Linked DNA regions of Sus scrofa: region 2 is linked to region 1. A link is a contact called in public Hi-C data. All regions are on one chromosome and are shown on one strand. The core of a region is the stretch at or near the end of the contact, and the rest is flanking DNA. Distances in the headings are between cores, read along the strand shown. Region 1 has its middle 110 kb from the start of ZNF521. Region 2 has its middle 190 kb from the start of SS18.

Evidence for each region. A called contact is a pair of places that touch in the nucleus more often than the background predicts.
Region 2: a Hi-C map of fetal skeletal muscle shows a contact between it and region 1, with 1.8 times the contacts expected there. The contact joins two enhancer-like sites. A contact is called at or near these places in 2 of 47 Hi-C or Micro-C datasets (fetal skeletal muscle and mesenteric adipose tissue) and 1 of 2 datasets of contacts at active chromatin or transcription factors (skeletal muscle).

Annotation. Positions count from the first base shown.
Region 1 is chr6:110,231,275-110,238,564 of Sscrofa11.1, reverse strand. No RefSeq gene overlaps it. Among named protein-coding and RNA genes, the nearest start is that of ZNF521, 110 kb to the right of the region's middle. Within about 2 kb of position 3,709, at least 5 of the 83 cell types and tissues checked have an H3K27ac peak or open chromatin away from gene starts, as enhancers often do. A contact at or near this core is called in fetal skeletal muscle, where this site is marked.
Region 2 is chr6:110,593,288-110,600,659 of Sscrofa11.1, reverse strand. No RefSeq gene overlaps it. Among named protein-coding and RNA genes, the nearest start is that of SS18, 190 kb to the left of the region's middle. Within about 2 kb of position 1,254, at least 17 of the 83 cell types and tissues checked have an H3K27ac peak or open chromatin away from gene starts, as enhancers often do. A contact at or near this core is called in fetal skeletal muscle, where this site is marked.

The DNA of each region.
Region 1 (7,290 bases), core at 2,460-4,959:
TTGCCTAAAGAACATGAAATTGCCAGCAGTTATACATATTGACGAATCAAGGATTTTGAGTGAAATTCATGAGAGCCAAAAAATTCTGAGTTAAGGTTAAAATCTATTACTTAATACCCAAGGTGCCCTGCAGGGATCTCAGAGCTGTGGGTGGTCTTTTACTCCATATGTGCAGAAACTCTAGGCTGTGAGAGTGGATATTCAGAAGTTTTAGGTTTCATGTTGACTTTGTTCATTTGAGCAAGTATACTGTGCTTCAGGTCAATGCTGTGTTCAAAGGGTGTTGGTGTTAAATGTTGTGCCCTTCACCCTTCCCCTCCCTCCCTCTCTTCCTTCCTTCTTCCTTCCTTCCTTCCTTCCTTCCTCCTTCCTTTCTTTTTGTATCTTAACAAGCTTTTGATGCTGCTCCAGGGAAAACTAATGGAGTTGCCTTGAGGTCTTGAACAACACCCCTGTGTATGCTGCATACATTCCTTTTAGCTCAAAGTAAACCAAAAGTTATGTTAAGTGAAAAAGAAAAGGTAACCTGCTGAATTCTTTTTGCTAGCCCAAGGAGATTGTGTATTGCACATTACAAGCTTAAGGGCAAAACCTTAATCTCCTCTGACCTGTAAAGATAAGGAAAAAAAAAAAAAATCAGGGGTACCATTTCTTTCATAGTTTAAAAAAATGTGGGAGATGATTCCTTTCTTCCTTTTTTTTTTTCCTGTTATTTGTCAAGGAGAATGGTCTGGTAGTAAAAGAATAAATTGGAAGGAACTGAGGTAGAAAAGCCTGAGTGCCGGGAATGTAATTTTACAAGACTCGTTTCCTTTACTCTGTGTTTTTCTCCTTGAAGGAGATAACTTGATTTTATACTTTACTGTCTTATTAACAGAATGCATTTTGGAACCCTGCCACCGCTAACAGTATCAGAAGGATTTAAGGCTGCTGAAATACACTTGAAGATTTAATTCTGCTGACTTCAGCTTGGATCTGGAGTAAAATCTAACCATAGATTAAGTGTTTAGCACTGTATATTGCGATTGGTGCTTCTGGTCATAAATACTCATGTCTATTTCTGTTTCAGACAGCTCTCTGTAGGTCTCCCACTCGGCCCCGGCACACAATGCTTGCTTCCCAAATGAGGTTATTCTCTAAAAGGCTACCCCTTCTATAACTCTTTTTATAGACTCCAGCCTCTGCTCTGTTGAGCAATTCATTACAAACTCCCTGGTGCGCTTTGCGATAACAAACACTGGGTTACTGAGAAGAGCCTTCTAGAGAGGGAAGCCTGTATTTCCTTCCAGACAATATTTAATCTCATAGCAGCACTGACTAATAAAAGCAAAAGATCAATACAAAGCTGTATTGCTAGGATGAAAATTTACTAACACAGTCATTCATATCACAGGAACATCTGGTTAAAGCTTCAGGGCTCCCTTACTTTCTTAGTTATGATTTTATGAGTCTCTCCAGACTCCTTTTTAGGATTTTAGCAGGCATTTATAGCGGGCTGGACATTTTAATCTTTTTAATGTGGTTATCTGATCTCCGCTTGGCTTTCTCACACTGACTGGTCATCTTCTCCACTTCTCGCTTATTGCACTTGAATCAAGTTATGATAAGCTCACCCGGTAATAGCCCCCAGTTCTAAGCGGGTCTAACTTCATGTAAGTGGCCTCCTGAGCTGCTATTTATGGTCATTTCTGTGAGGCACTGTCTTTAAAACCTTGGCATTTAGTGCCTGCTTCCTCTCCCCATGACTTGGAATACATAAAGATGATTATAAATCATATAGCCAGGCCTGTGGATACTCTCTTTGCTAGAAGAGATTTCTGAGGCCTGAGGGGCAAGCCGAGGAGTTCTGGTTTATGGCCCTGAACCAGACGGACATGTGTGAGGTTGTCTGATGGACATGTGTGAGGTTGTCTGTATCAGTGAGAAACCAGCACAGTCCTCACACAGGGTCCTCCACACGGTGGCTGGGTGTGGAATTTGTGGTTGTATCTGCTTGCTTGCTGTACATGAATCAGTATTTGGTTTTTTCAGGAGATGCACTAATTTAAAAGTGGTAGGTAGATGAAATACTAAAATCCGCGAGGTAATTCAACTGAATGATCTAAAGTATAGAAAGTAAATGCGAGCATATAAGTGTAGTCTATTTTTTCTTTTAATGGCCGCATCCAGGGCATATGGAAGTTCCCAGGCCAGGGATTGAATCTGAGCCCCAGCTTTGACCTACACTGCAGCTTCAGCAACATCAGAACCTTTAACCCACTGTGCCCATGGCCTGGGATCAAACCTGCATCTCCTGCACAGTGACTGGAGCCACTGCAATTGGGTTCTTAACCCGCTGAGCCACAGCGGGAACTCCTGTAAGCATAGTCTTACATCTAATGTTTTACAAGCCTGTGCACCATGATATGGGAGGAAGAGGAGAATGATATTTATAGTACCTACTATGTGCAGGTCCTTAACATACATTGGCATATTTAATTTTACATCAGTCTGAGGTAGATATTATCTGAATTAGGATTTACTTATTGAACACCCACTATAAAGCAGCCATGGGGCCAAGTGCTTAATATATTTATTATTTCATCAGTTTCTCATAACAATTCAATGAAGTAAGTATTATTATTATTACCCTCATGTGGCAAGTGAGGAAGTTGAATCTGAGATTAGTGTTACATGCTTGTGCCAAACAGCCAGCAAGTGGCAGCATGAAGATTCTAACCTGGTGTCTCTAACGGGACTGCCTTTCCACACCATGAACAGCAGTACCTCGCTCAGTGACTAAAAAATATAGAGAGATACACATTATTGTCCTGAAAATCTTAGAAAATTCCTTTGCTATTTTTCAATAACACCGGGTCATCTACTTCTGTTGGAACAAAGGACCTCAGACTCATTTCAGGAGATACGAGTTACCACAGATCTTGAGATAAAAGAAACAACACGTCAATTCACTAAGTAACATGCTTTTCGGAGGAGGACATGGAAATACAGTTTTAACTTGATTGCTTTGCTTTCTCACCTGGGCAAAGGAAAGCAGTCACACGCCAGCCTTGGAACAGGCGTCGAACACCCCCCCCCCCACTCCACACTCATCCCGACACCACAGGTCAAATAAAATGGAGAGCACATGCACAGGAGATGGGGCATCTTCGTCACGCCTCCGTTCTTGGAACTGGCTGCCTCGTTCAGAAGATGAGCTAAGTAAAACCGAAGTAATTTTCAGAATGGAAACTTAAGCTGTTTAGCAGTGAGTCAAGCACCGTTTGTCTGGACCCCCTACACTTTCTTGGCGTCCGTCCTTAGCTCAGCTGTGCTTCGATCACATTGATTAGCTCAATTGTCCTAGACGGGAAGGCTGGATGGAGGGCAGGGCTTCCGGCAGCCCATCCCGCAGCATACCTGTTTCTCAGCTTTGTTCTGAGGACTATCTGGGTGAGAAAGACTCAGGGGCTGGTCACCTACAGCAATTTTCCCGGATAGGATGACAGAACAATTTGCTCTGACACAGAGGGTTTTGAGGACAAAGAGGGGACAGAAAGCAAAGGAGACGCCAGAGAACAGGCAGAGGCAAAAAAAGACAAGACAATTCAGTAAAAGAAGAAAATGTTAGAATGGGCTCCTTTGAGTTCTAAACCTCCCCCACGCCCCATCACCACCCAGGCAGTTGGGTGATGACACACTCCCCTCGGAACAGTGCCCAGTCTCCCCAACAGCTGTGCCCACAAGGCCATCAGATCCAGGTCCTGGCAGCTGGCAAGCCTGCTTCCAGCCAGCTCCAGCCTTGAGGCACCTTCGGTACCAAGGAGAGGCAGGCCCAAATAGAGTTTCTGAGTGCCAGAACTTGACCAGAGCTTCCAGAGTCTGACCCACAAGGACACACATATCACACAGGAGGATTTTCTTTTTCTCCAACAAACCTGTTGCCCTGTTCCTTTTGTGTTTGAAGGAGGAAAGAAGGAAAACCAGCGGCTGGATTCTCTCTGAGGTGCCTTCTTTCAACACTAGATATACTCCCGCTGCATTCCTTTTGTGAAGCCACACTAAGGAATTCCATCAACATTATTAAAAAGTCCATGTAGGACGTTCTTTGTCATTGTTATTTTTCCTGGGGTGGGATTGGGGGTCGCAGTGGGTAGAAAGAGCTAGATAGCCACCCCAAAGGGCTGTCCTGCTTTTAGCAATGGGGGCACTGGGGATAGACCTCAGTAATAATGAGGCAGTCATCCTGAAGTCCTAAGTGTCTTTCTTGTGACTTCTGTCATTGCAAGGGGGCTGGGGTACTCATCTCAGGTCATGCAGACTGGGCTCCAATTTAGCTGTAACATTTAACACTGAGAACATCTTTGGACACGTAAAGTAAGTTCTCAGCATAAATGGACCCACCTGTACAGTGGGAATCATAAAGCCAACTTTGCAGGACAACTAAATAAGAAAATGGGGTAGGTAAAGTTTGAAGCACCGGGTAAATGCTCCTTCTGTTGGGGGAGGTTTCCATAATTAATAAGAGTAACATGTTGCATGCATGATACTGATGCATATGCAGATTTCTCATCTTTTGCCTCTTAGAAGAAAGCACTCAATCTGGGATCTTTCCAAGTGTTGGATACAAAAAGCCCCCTGTTCTGAGAATTGTTGAAATGCTTCTTTTCCTTTCCCAGACTCTGTTTGCTCCACAGTGCCCTGTCAAAACATCTGGCCGCTTTTGTCCCATGGCTTTCCCTGCCCTATTAAAGCCATCACGTGGCACTTCCTGTTGACCTAAACTTTTTTTTATTATTCTTATTCTTCACCTTAACACTTGAAGATGATTAGAGCTGAAGGGGTGAAAACAAAAGTGAAAGTTGAACTTTTCTTTTCCAGCAGCTAGTTTGATTCCAACAGTGTTAAAAAAAAAAAAAAGTTTTTATCTAAGAATGAAGAAAGCATTTATTATTTTTAAAAAGTCCCTGCCCTGGCTCAAGATTAAGAATTCAATAAAAGGTTTGCATCTGGCAACATATTTTCAGTGGACTAATGAAGTCATTCCTTTATCTGGAATATTCTCCAGACCAGGTGCCCACACATTACACAAACTCTGGTTTGTCTTCTGTCAGGAATTCAGTGTCGTAGCGCAAAGTGTGCTGCTTCTTTCCCACAGCCAAGCCCAGTGATTCTTCCAAGATAAATTGCTGGAAGTAAAACTCTCAGTAAAGAGCAGGTCTGAATGGGGAACCTAAGAAAGTTCACCAGCTTTTTTTTTTTTTTTTTTTTGTCTGCTCTGCACTGACTATCCTTTGCTGTGGATTAGGCCACTGCTTATTACAAATTCAAATCCTATCTATATATTGTTCATGGTTCCTTTGTGTCATCAGGAAATTAAAGTTTGCAGCTGGCCCCTTCATCTTGGCTAATCATGCGGACATAAAGTCTTTAAAGGCCCTCGGAGTGGCCCCTGCGGGGGCCCCACTCAACACTTCTCTCCAGCAGGACATTGTTCTTCAGCTGTGTTTTCATCTTCTGCCCCCTTTGGTATTAAGCTCCTGCTGCTTTGAGCCCCGGCATCAGACTGTTATGCGTCATTTCATCATGGCCAGTCCAACACCCACAGGAAACCAGGTCCCCATGCTGAGCCCTGCAACTGGTTGGAACCATTTTAAGGGTAGCCAGGACCTCCTCTGGCTTCTGGGATGGCAGTTGCAACGGAAGCTCCACACGGGGAGCCAGGGTGGAGCAGAACGGGGTCCTTCACTTCACTAGCCTGGTGAGGGGTTTCAAGTCACACTCGCTTAGAGCCCAAAGATGGTAATTATTTGGATCTGGGAGGGGGAAGCCGAAGCCACAGTCGGGCAGCTGCCAATTTGCCAGCTCCTTGCAAATTGATCTGACGCGCTATGAAACCCTAAGTCTCCTCTCAGGGATCATTTAATATCCGGCAGAGTTTACACCTGGTTTCTGAGATTCCTTGAATTAATTGAATTCTCGTTAGAATACTTCCTGCCTTCTCCTTCCGCCCTTAACTGCGTATGACCCAAAGTTCACAGCCGAGTGACTGGTCTAACCAAATCAGTGTTCCCTGCTCTTTGATTGCATTTCCCACACCACTAAGAGCTCTCCCACCTCCCCGAGGGACCCCGGCTCTGCCATTCTTGCAGGGCAATAGAGAAGCCTTCCACTCCCTTCCTTTCTGGAAGTTGCCATTCATTGCATTTTTACAAGCATTTTATTATTTGTGTTGTCTTACATGTGCCCTCGTCTGAGGTCCTTTCCTTTCTTTTGTATATTCAGCAATGTGTTTTCTCTTTTCCAATGATCACATTTTCTTTTGACATCTCACTGGTTTTAGATACTCTGTTCTCTTTATTACTTTGGAAGTCATGGGTATATTCGTGTGGCACATCATCATAAACATTCATTGTCCTGGAGGCCAGAAATGCTAGAAAGATTATTCCACACATATGTGCTGTGCACATACTGTACCTTTGTAACCAAATCCACCATACATCCATTTTAAGATACAGTCTTGCCTTATGTGTACCATCTGGGACAGTTCAGTGATGTAAACCATTTTACATATCTCCCACAAAGTTGTAACTATTTTATTATGTTGAGGCTAATTTGTTCTTCTTAAAGAGATCTTATTTCATTTCTGATTTGCCTTGGGATTATATCCCATTTACACCAGACATAGTCTCATAGTGACATCACACTGGCTAGAAATTGGAAGGAAGAATGTTTATGGCAGGGAATACTACACCATATAATCATCAGATTTCTAAGGCACAAAGGTCCAGGAAAAGAAACACCAAAGATGGACAAGAAGATTTCTTTCTGACTTCGTAAAAAAATACTCATTTTCCAACATTCGAGTGTCACTTCTTTCTGCTTGTCACATAGGTCTCTCCAGCCTCATAAATCCTCTACCACTGTCTTCTAGAAGAGCACCTACACTGTTCTATGAACAAACTTATTTACACATCTGCATCCCCAGTCAAAAACAGTTTCCTGAGATCAGGTACTAGGTCTAACTCAGAATTACGTTTCTGTCACCTAGGAGAGCGGCTCTAGGATGAATGAATGAATGAGCACAAAATATCCTCTTGATTCCAAACTGAGAGATTATCCTTTCTAACATCAGGTGAGAGTCCAGGTAGAGGATTGTAATTGCAGGAGCCATTCTTTCTCTCCATCCACCCTTCACAATCATTCTCCTAGCTCAGGACACTCTTCCTAATCACATAGGATCCCATATAAACCCGTATTCTCTTCTCTTTATTTTCTAGTCTCAGCTTAAATGTTACTTCTTTAAGAAGA
Region 2 (7,372 bases), core at 5-2,504, 360 kb before region 1:
GTCTTTTCCATATTCAAATCCAGGACAAGTTAAAAATAAACAAAAACAACAGCCCTGTTAAGCTCAGTTCCTCAGAGGGCATAGATTTATGCAAAATGAGGTCTGGATACATCTTGGCAACTCCAGGACCTTTGCAGAAGAAAGAGAGATGTTCAGAATAGGTTGTTCTGACCATCTAGCCAGGAACATGGAGGGAGGTAGCAGGTTCAGACCACAGTGGTTGAAATAACTATTTTCTAGATGGAACAGGATCGAAGGACAGTAAGGTTAAGTGACTTCCATAGGTCATCTGTTGAGTGGGTGGTTGGGTTAGGAGCTGACCATGAAGCAGTGGTGCTCTGACTCGAGTTGGTATTGGACTGACCCGGAGGCTCCTTAAAACACATTGCTGGGTCCTAATGATAGAGTTTTTGAATCAGCAAGTCTAGGCTGTGGCCAGAGATTCTTCATTTCAAGTGAGTTTGTGTGTGATGCTGATGCTGCTGGCCTGGTGACCACTCTCCAAAACCACTGCACTGGATAAGCCACTCTTATCACATCCAGGAGCAGCTGAGCATTGTCTCGTTTTACCAAGCTTTCGAGCAGCTTCTGTGTCTCACTCTGTTGAACAGATTTAAAGTACTACAGAATCTTTATTTTCCTTCTGGGTGGCAAGCTTTAGCACATCTCAGAGAGGCAGTCCACATTGGCATTATTAATCTTTGACATGAAGTTGTCTAAACGTGGCAAATACACCAATAGTTGGTATGCTAAACAGCTTATTTGTAATGAGGCTCTGACCCCAATGCTTCTTGCCAATGAGAACAATGATATCGGCACCAGGCCATTTTCTGGAGCAAGTTCTTTATCAGCTCCCCATGGCATCCCCACTCTCCGCTTCAGCCCCTTCTGTTTTCCTGATATGTCCAGTCACATTTTAATGGTTGAAATGGCTTTGAAGCTTTCCCCACGGAGCCAATTTTCACCCTCAGTGTAGGGCATCTCCTGTCCTTCAGCAAGAAGTCGTACTTCAGTGATAAGTTTTCACACGAGTCGAGAACTCAAATGTATTTTGACCTTTGTCCTGGTGGCAGTGGCTTAACGTCAGCCCCCGAAGTAGATTTGTCATGGAGCTTTTCTGATGAGACAAGCTCTCCAAACTAATCGAGGCTGATGGTAGATTTTGTCAGCGAGATGAGATGTTGCCCACAGCTAGTCAACCAGCTGGAATTTTTGGTGCTAATGGCAGGGATTCATTGAGAGATGTGTTTAGCAGAGTTACAGCTAATATGACTCCAGATCCTCCTGGGAAAATGGTGAGCTTATAAACCACAGAGCACTGATATTAAGGCAGCTCTTTTAACACTAGCCCCAAATTCATGACTAAGTCCTTAATGAATTCTTTGGGGCAAGGAGGACAAAAGCCAACCAACTAAAGAAATTAAAAACTTGAAAAACAAAACAAAACAAAAACAAACCCTTAAGAGTCCTTAAATATATTACACTTGTCTCCAGAATTTTGAACAATTCCTACATTAGTTTAAGTGCCTCTGTTGATTGTCATCCAAGAGAAATATCATACCTCTTGGCTTTGCCCCGGGCAAACTTTTCACTGAAGTCATTCGTTTTGCTTTTTGTTATGGTTACCTAACCTCAGTCAGAATGCAGCAGGCTACCAAAAGCGCCAGGCAGAGACTTCCAGTTCCTGACATTTCTCTGCTTTGCAAGAAGGATGGACTTCACTGACTTTTTATGAATGTGGTCTTTATTTTGGAGAAATAAGAAAGACTTGATTAGACTGGGAGGGGATGCAGATGTCAGCCTGGGAGAAGGACAGTGTGTCTCACAACACACACATGCCTGGGATCACTAACTTGGCTGGCCGCCTGGAAATACTTGCACCACCCATCCAATTCTCCCATTTTCTCGGAGGAAAGCCCTAGGACAGTGAGTCTCAACAACAGCTCCTGCTCCCAACTGGAAACTTTTCAAGTCTTCCAGTTCCAGGATCAAAATATTATATTGTTTTAAACTTTATAGGGTACACTATAATCATGTGGCTCTTTTAGTTGTTTTCAACGTTAATGAATTTGGTCCAGGAATCACTCTTGTGAGAGCTCATTTACCACAGGCAGCTTCATACTTAACTAGGAAGTCAGACCCGTGATTAGGGCTTATGAGAAAGTCAATTTCTTTGCTTTTTTGTTTCCATGGGCAAATCTTTCTAGAGCTCATCTTGGTTCATTCATTCATTCATTCATTCACATATCAAGTATGTATTATGTGTTTATAGGTGCTTGGCATGGTTCTGGGATGTCATCGATGAGAAAGGTAATCTTCTTAACTGGAGTTAGATGCTCAGACAAATAATTGTAAAGTGGAATACACACACAGTAGATATTTATATTACTTATGGGAGCATCAGAGAGGGGAAATATTGTCTGAAGAGGTCAAGAAGGTGACATTTGATCTGAGCTTGGAAGATGAAAATGTATTGACTAAAAAGAAAAGCAAAGAGCTATTCTAAGCAATGGGAGGGCATATACATGGCTGAGACAATTTGTACTGACGAATTGTCTCTGTGCTCCCCTGTATTTTTCAGATTGCTTGCAGTTGGATTGAGGTCATGTGACTGAATCTTAGTGAATGGGATCGCGAACAGAAAGGATGCCTTACTTACTATCCTAGGCACCTTCCATTTCTCTTTTCTCCTGCTGTCCCACATTTGGTAGTAATATTTTGAAAAGGATGAGTCACGAGGTGGAGGGAACCTGGATCTCTAAGTTACTGGATGGAGGAATGCCCCCTCAGACCTATATCATACTTCATCGGAGAAAGGGGTAGATTTTTACTGTATTAAGCCTGTCTGTTGGGGTAGTTGGCATTTGATGCTCTGACTAATGTAGTATGTGAAAATATTTGAAGAGTAATAGAGTATGACGTATTTAGAGACTATTTGACACTTCAGCAGAACTGCAGGCTAGCATATGGAAGAAAGACTTTTACCAGTAGGTTGGAATCTAGACAGGGATTGTTTTCCTGATGAAGAAATTTTTTTTGTTTTTGTCTTTTTAGGGCCACACTAGTGGCATATGGAGGTTCCCAGGCTAGGGGTTGAATCTGAGCTACAGCTGCCAGCCTACACCAGAGCCACAGCAGTGCCAGATCCAAGCTGCATCTGTGACCTACACCACAGCTCACAGCAGTGCCGGATCCTTAACCCACTGAGCGAGGCCAGGGATCGAACCTGCAACCTCATGGTTCCTAGTCGGATTTGTTTCCCTGTGCCATGACGGGAACTCCGTATTTCATTCTTGAAATGACTATGAAACATGGGAAGTTTTTATGCAAGGTGGTCCTATAATCAGGATTGAATTTTGGTGGTAAAATGATGGTGGAGTTGCATAAGACAAATCAGAACATGCAAAAGCTAGTCAGAAATCAGAAGTTACCACAGCAGTCTGGGTAAGAGATAGTGAGTACTCAGGCTATGGAAATGTTCTTGCGTTTTTGCACCACATTACTTAAGCTAAGAAGAGATGTCACCTTACTTTACAGGTTATACCACAGAGCGGCAAATATTGCTTTCCTGTTTTTGTAAATCAGGTTTGGAGTTCTCCTGTGGGTCAGCAGGTTAAGGTTCCAGCATGGCTGCTGTAGTGGCTTGGGTTGAGGTTGTTGTGTGTGTTTCATCTCTGGCCTGGGAACTTCACATGTCAGGGGCATGGTCAGAAAGAAAAAAAAATCAAGTTTGATTGGAGCCGAGCCACATCCATTCGTGTATGTATTGTTTATGGCTGCTCTCACCCTGTAATGATAGTGTTGAGTAGTTGTGACAAGGACTATATGGCCCACAAAGCCTAAAATATTTACTACTGCTATCTTTAACAAAAAGTTCATGGATCCCTGGGTTAGAATGTATAACTAGGCATCAGTTGAACCACAATGCTTGTTCAGAGATACCTGTACCTGGCTACTTGAGTTAAGGGCTAATTTGTACCAACTTAATTCAAATCTGTTACTCTATACCTGTTTAGCTCCTTGTGTAGCAGCATAATAGTATTGGGAAGTAACCTTCTCACTGGTGGGTTTCCATGGGAATGGGAGATATATACGAATGTTCTGAGAGCAAGAGTGAAATATCCACTGTTTCACTAATGCAAGCTATTTCACAGAGCTCCATCTCTATGGCTTCTCTTAATTCAGGATTCTGTGCTCAACAGGGAGTGAATTGAGCCATAATCTTTTAAGTGACTGCCTAGTTAATTATCTACTCTTGTCCCAAATTTCCCATGCACAAGGTCTAAAATCTAGACTTTATGGAATGGTGTGGAAAGACTGTTTTGGTCTCTTGTTATATGTACATACATGTACACATAAAGATGACATATACCACATATGGTTATACACCTATCTTTCAAAATCTAGCTCTGGGTCTTGGAGCTTGCTCCTTTTTAATAAATACTGACCTGCCTCATTTTTAGTTCTGTAATAAAACTAGCATTTTCATCTTTGACTCTCGCACCGATTCAGAACTCACTTTGGGTTTGGCATATGCACACTGTGGTATATGCAATGATTGGCCAAAAGGGACCTGCTGTGTAACACAGAGAACTACCCAGTATTGTGTGATAACCTATATGGGGAAAGAATCTGAAAGAGAATGGATGTGTGTACTTGTATACCCGAATCACTTTTTCTGTACAACAGAAATGATCTCAACATTTTAAGTCAGCTATACTTCAATAGAAATTTAAAAATGAAAAAAAAAAAAAAAGAATGGAGAGGATGTGAAGTGAGTAGCCTCCTCAAATCCCTGTGTAGGACATAAAGTCTAGAAACTTCAAGATTGGATACTGAATGTCCCTTCAGGAACCTAACCATTGCTCAAGGAGATTAAGGCTGCTGCTAGTGTGGTTTGGAAGAGAGGTCTTTCGAAAAGGTGGGTCTCTCAGGATTCTGTTTATCATCTGTGACATCTTTACTGCTGGTAGTCACAGGTGTGTGGCTATTTTTATCAGGCATAAGCGATGGAAGCTAGGTGGCCGTTTTTGACCTTAGCAGCTGCACTGGGTATAAAATAAAAGTATCTTTTGGTTTGTACAGGTTTTTTGGCATTGATAAGTGGAAACATCTTTGTTCTCTTTACATGTTTCTCTGCAGGCCAGGATTTAGGAACAGTGGTGTGTATGGTTCCTGCCTTTTATAAAAGGGTTGGGAACAGTCATTGATTGGCTCTCTCAAATTCTGTTCTTTAACTTGTTTTTACCTGTAACCAGTTCTAGGGTCAAAGTGGGGACAGTGGCAAGACCATCCCCTTGGTATCATGTGGTTTGTTGATGAGCTGTTGAAGCCATTGCTCTTTCTTATCCAACATGGTCTGAAATCGACTTTCCTTTGCTAAGCATACAACCTCCTCTGATGGCTATAAATTTCATGAGTTCAGCCTGGAGTTCAGACAGAGGCAGGATTTTGTTAGTGAATCTCTAAAGAGGTTATTGTCTTAAGTTAGGTGGAAGAACAACTCCCTGGAATTAATGGAGTTATTGTCAGCTCATGTTTTTAATAAGAGAAAATTGAAAAGCCTTATGTAGAAATCAGGGAATCAGGTTTGCTGAGACTCTCCTGGAGGAACTGGGTAGTTTTCAAAGCAGGCTTTCCTCTGAAGTAGGAACAAGAGCAGTGGGAGGTTGAAAGAAAAATAAAGTTATTTTGATTAGACTCCCAGAAGAAAAGAAGAATTTCACTAAAAGAGATTGAGGTTGAACAGATTAAGCTAGATAGATAGGAAAGGGGAAATGATATCTACTAGATCATAAAGAAAGATTGGAATCTTGGAGGCCAGGTGAGAGAGATCTGAAAGGCAGAAAGTGTTTGAGATCCTGGAGACCAGATGTTCTAGGAGATTCTTGGTCAAATTCTCATCTGCAGGCCTGATACCTCCCTGAATCCCACCACATGTTTGATGATTCAGTCATCCCTTATTTATGGAGAAAGAGGGAATTACTGCACTGGGAGTTAGCTATTGTTCTCAACTTAAGTCACATCAAAGTTTGTGTGTATTTTTATCAGAAGAGAGATTTTATATCATGAAAACATATGGACTATATAATGTTGTCCATGTATTCAAAAAACTGTAGTAGCTTGATCTTTGAGTCTATAAAACCTACCTCAAATGATTGACTGTAATTATTGCTAATCATTTTTAGCCCAGGAAATTTTATTAAGAGGACCAGAGCACATCCACTTGCTGTCCTCTTTCACAGTGGTGGTCAGGGTATACGTAGAACACGCCTCTGTGCCTGCTTCCCTCAGCACAGGGAGTCCAGGCTGTGTGGGCATTTGAAAGCACTCATCCTACAAGCAAAAGGCTAAAACCCTTGAGTAATATTGAAATGTTGAGTAGTCTGTGTAGAGTCAAGGACAAAGTTGTGGTGACAAACCATATATTGACTGGTCTCTGAGTGGGCTGTATGACTTTTAGTTTTCTGAAATGTCTGCCTCCTTGACTATTGTAAAAGAAACACAGTTGGGTCTTATTCAAAGATGTTGGCTAGCACCTGAAATACCAGCCTAGGCTGCTGAAAAACAGAAAAGAAAACATAGCCGTATATTTCTTGTCATGGGGGCACTAAGAGAGTTACCAGATCATGGAAATGACTGGGTTACAAAGAGATTCAACAGGGGAGAGTGGGCAAGATCTGTGAGAGACCCCAGGGAGCAAGAAGCCCCTGTTGTGAGAAGCTTCTTAATGCTGTGGATAAGGAGTCAAAATAAAAGCCCTGGGGGAGCTTGGAGACTGGGATGGGAATGCTGAGCTTTTCGGATGGATTTGATTTGATTTGATTTGATATGATTTTTTGTTTTTTTTGCCTTTTCTAGGGCCGCTCCCGCGGCATATGGAGATTCCCAGGCTAGGGGTCTAATAGAGCTGTAGCCTCTGGCCTATGCTGCAGCCACAGCAACGAGGGATCCAAGCCATGTCTGTGACCTACACCACAGCTCACGGCAACGCCAGATCCTTAATCCACTGAGCAAGGCCAGGGATCGAACCACAACCTCATGGTTCCAGTCGGATTTGTTAACTACTGTGCCACGACGGGAACTCCATGGATGGATTTGATTTTAGAAGACTAGGGAAATGAGCACGAAAATTTTAATTAGAATTAGAGGAGTTTGGGGGTAGCACAGAAATTGTAGGTGGGAATGCAGCTGTTGGTTATCCCTCCAGGGAACGTTTCTGGGAAGTTTATGGAAGGATAAGGGAGAAGAGATAGGAAGGGGGAGACAGACTAATTGAGAATAAGTGGTAAAACAATAGATCGTGTGTAATCCTGAGTTAATTGTTGTCTGGTGGGGAGGTATTTCCTGATGCATTTTAGGGACTCAAGGA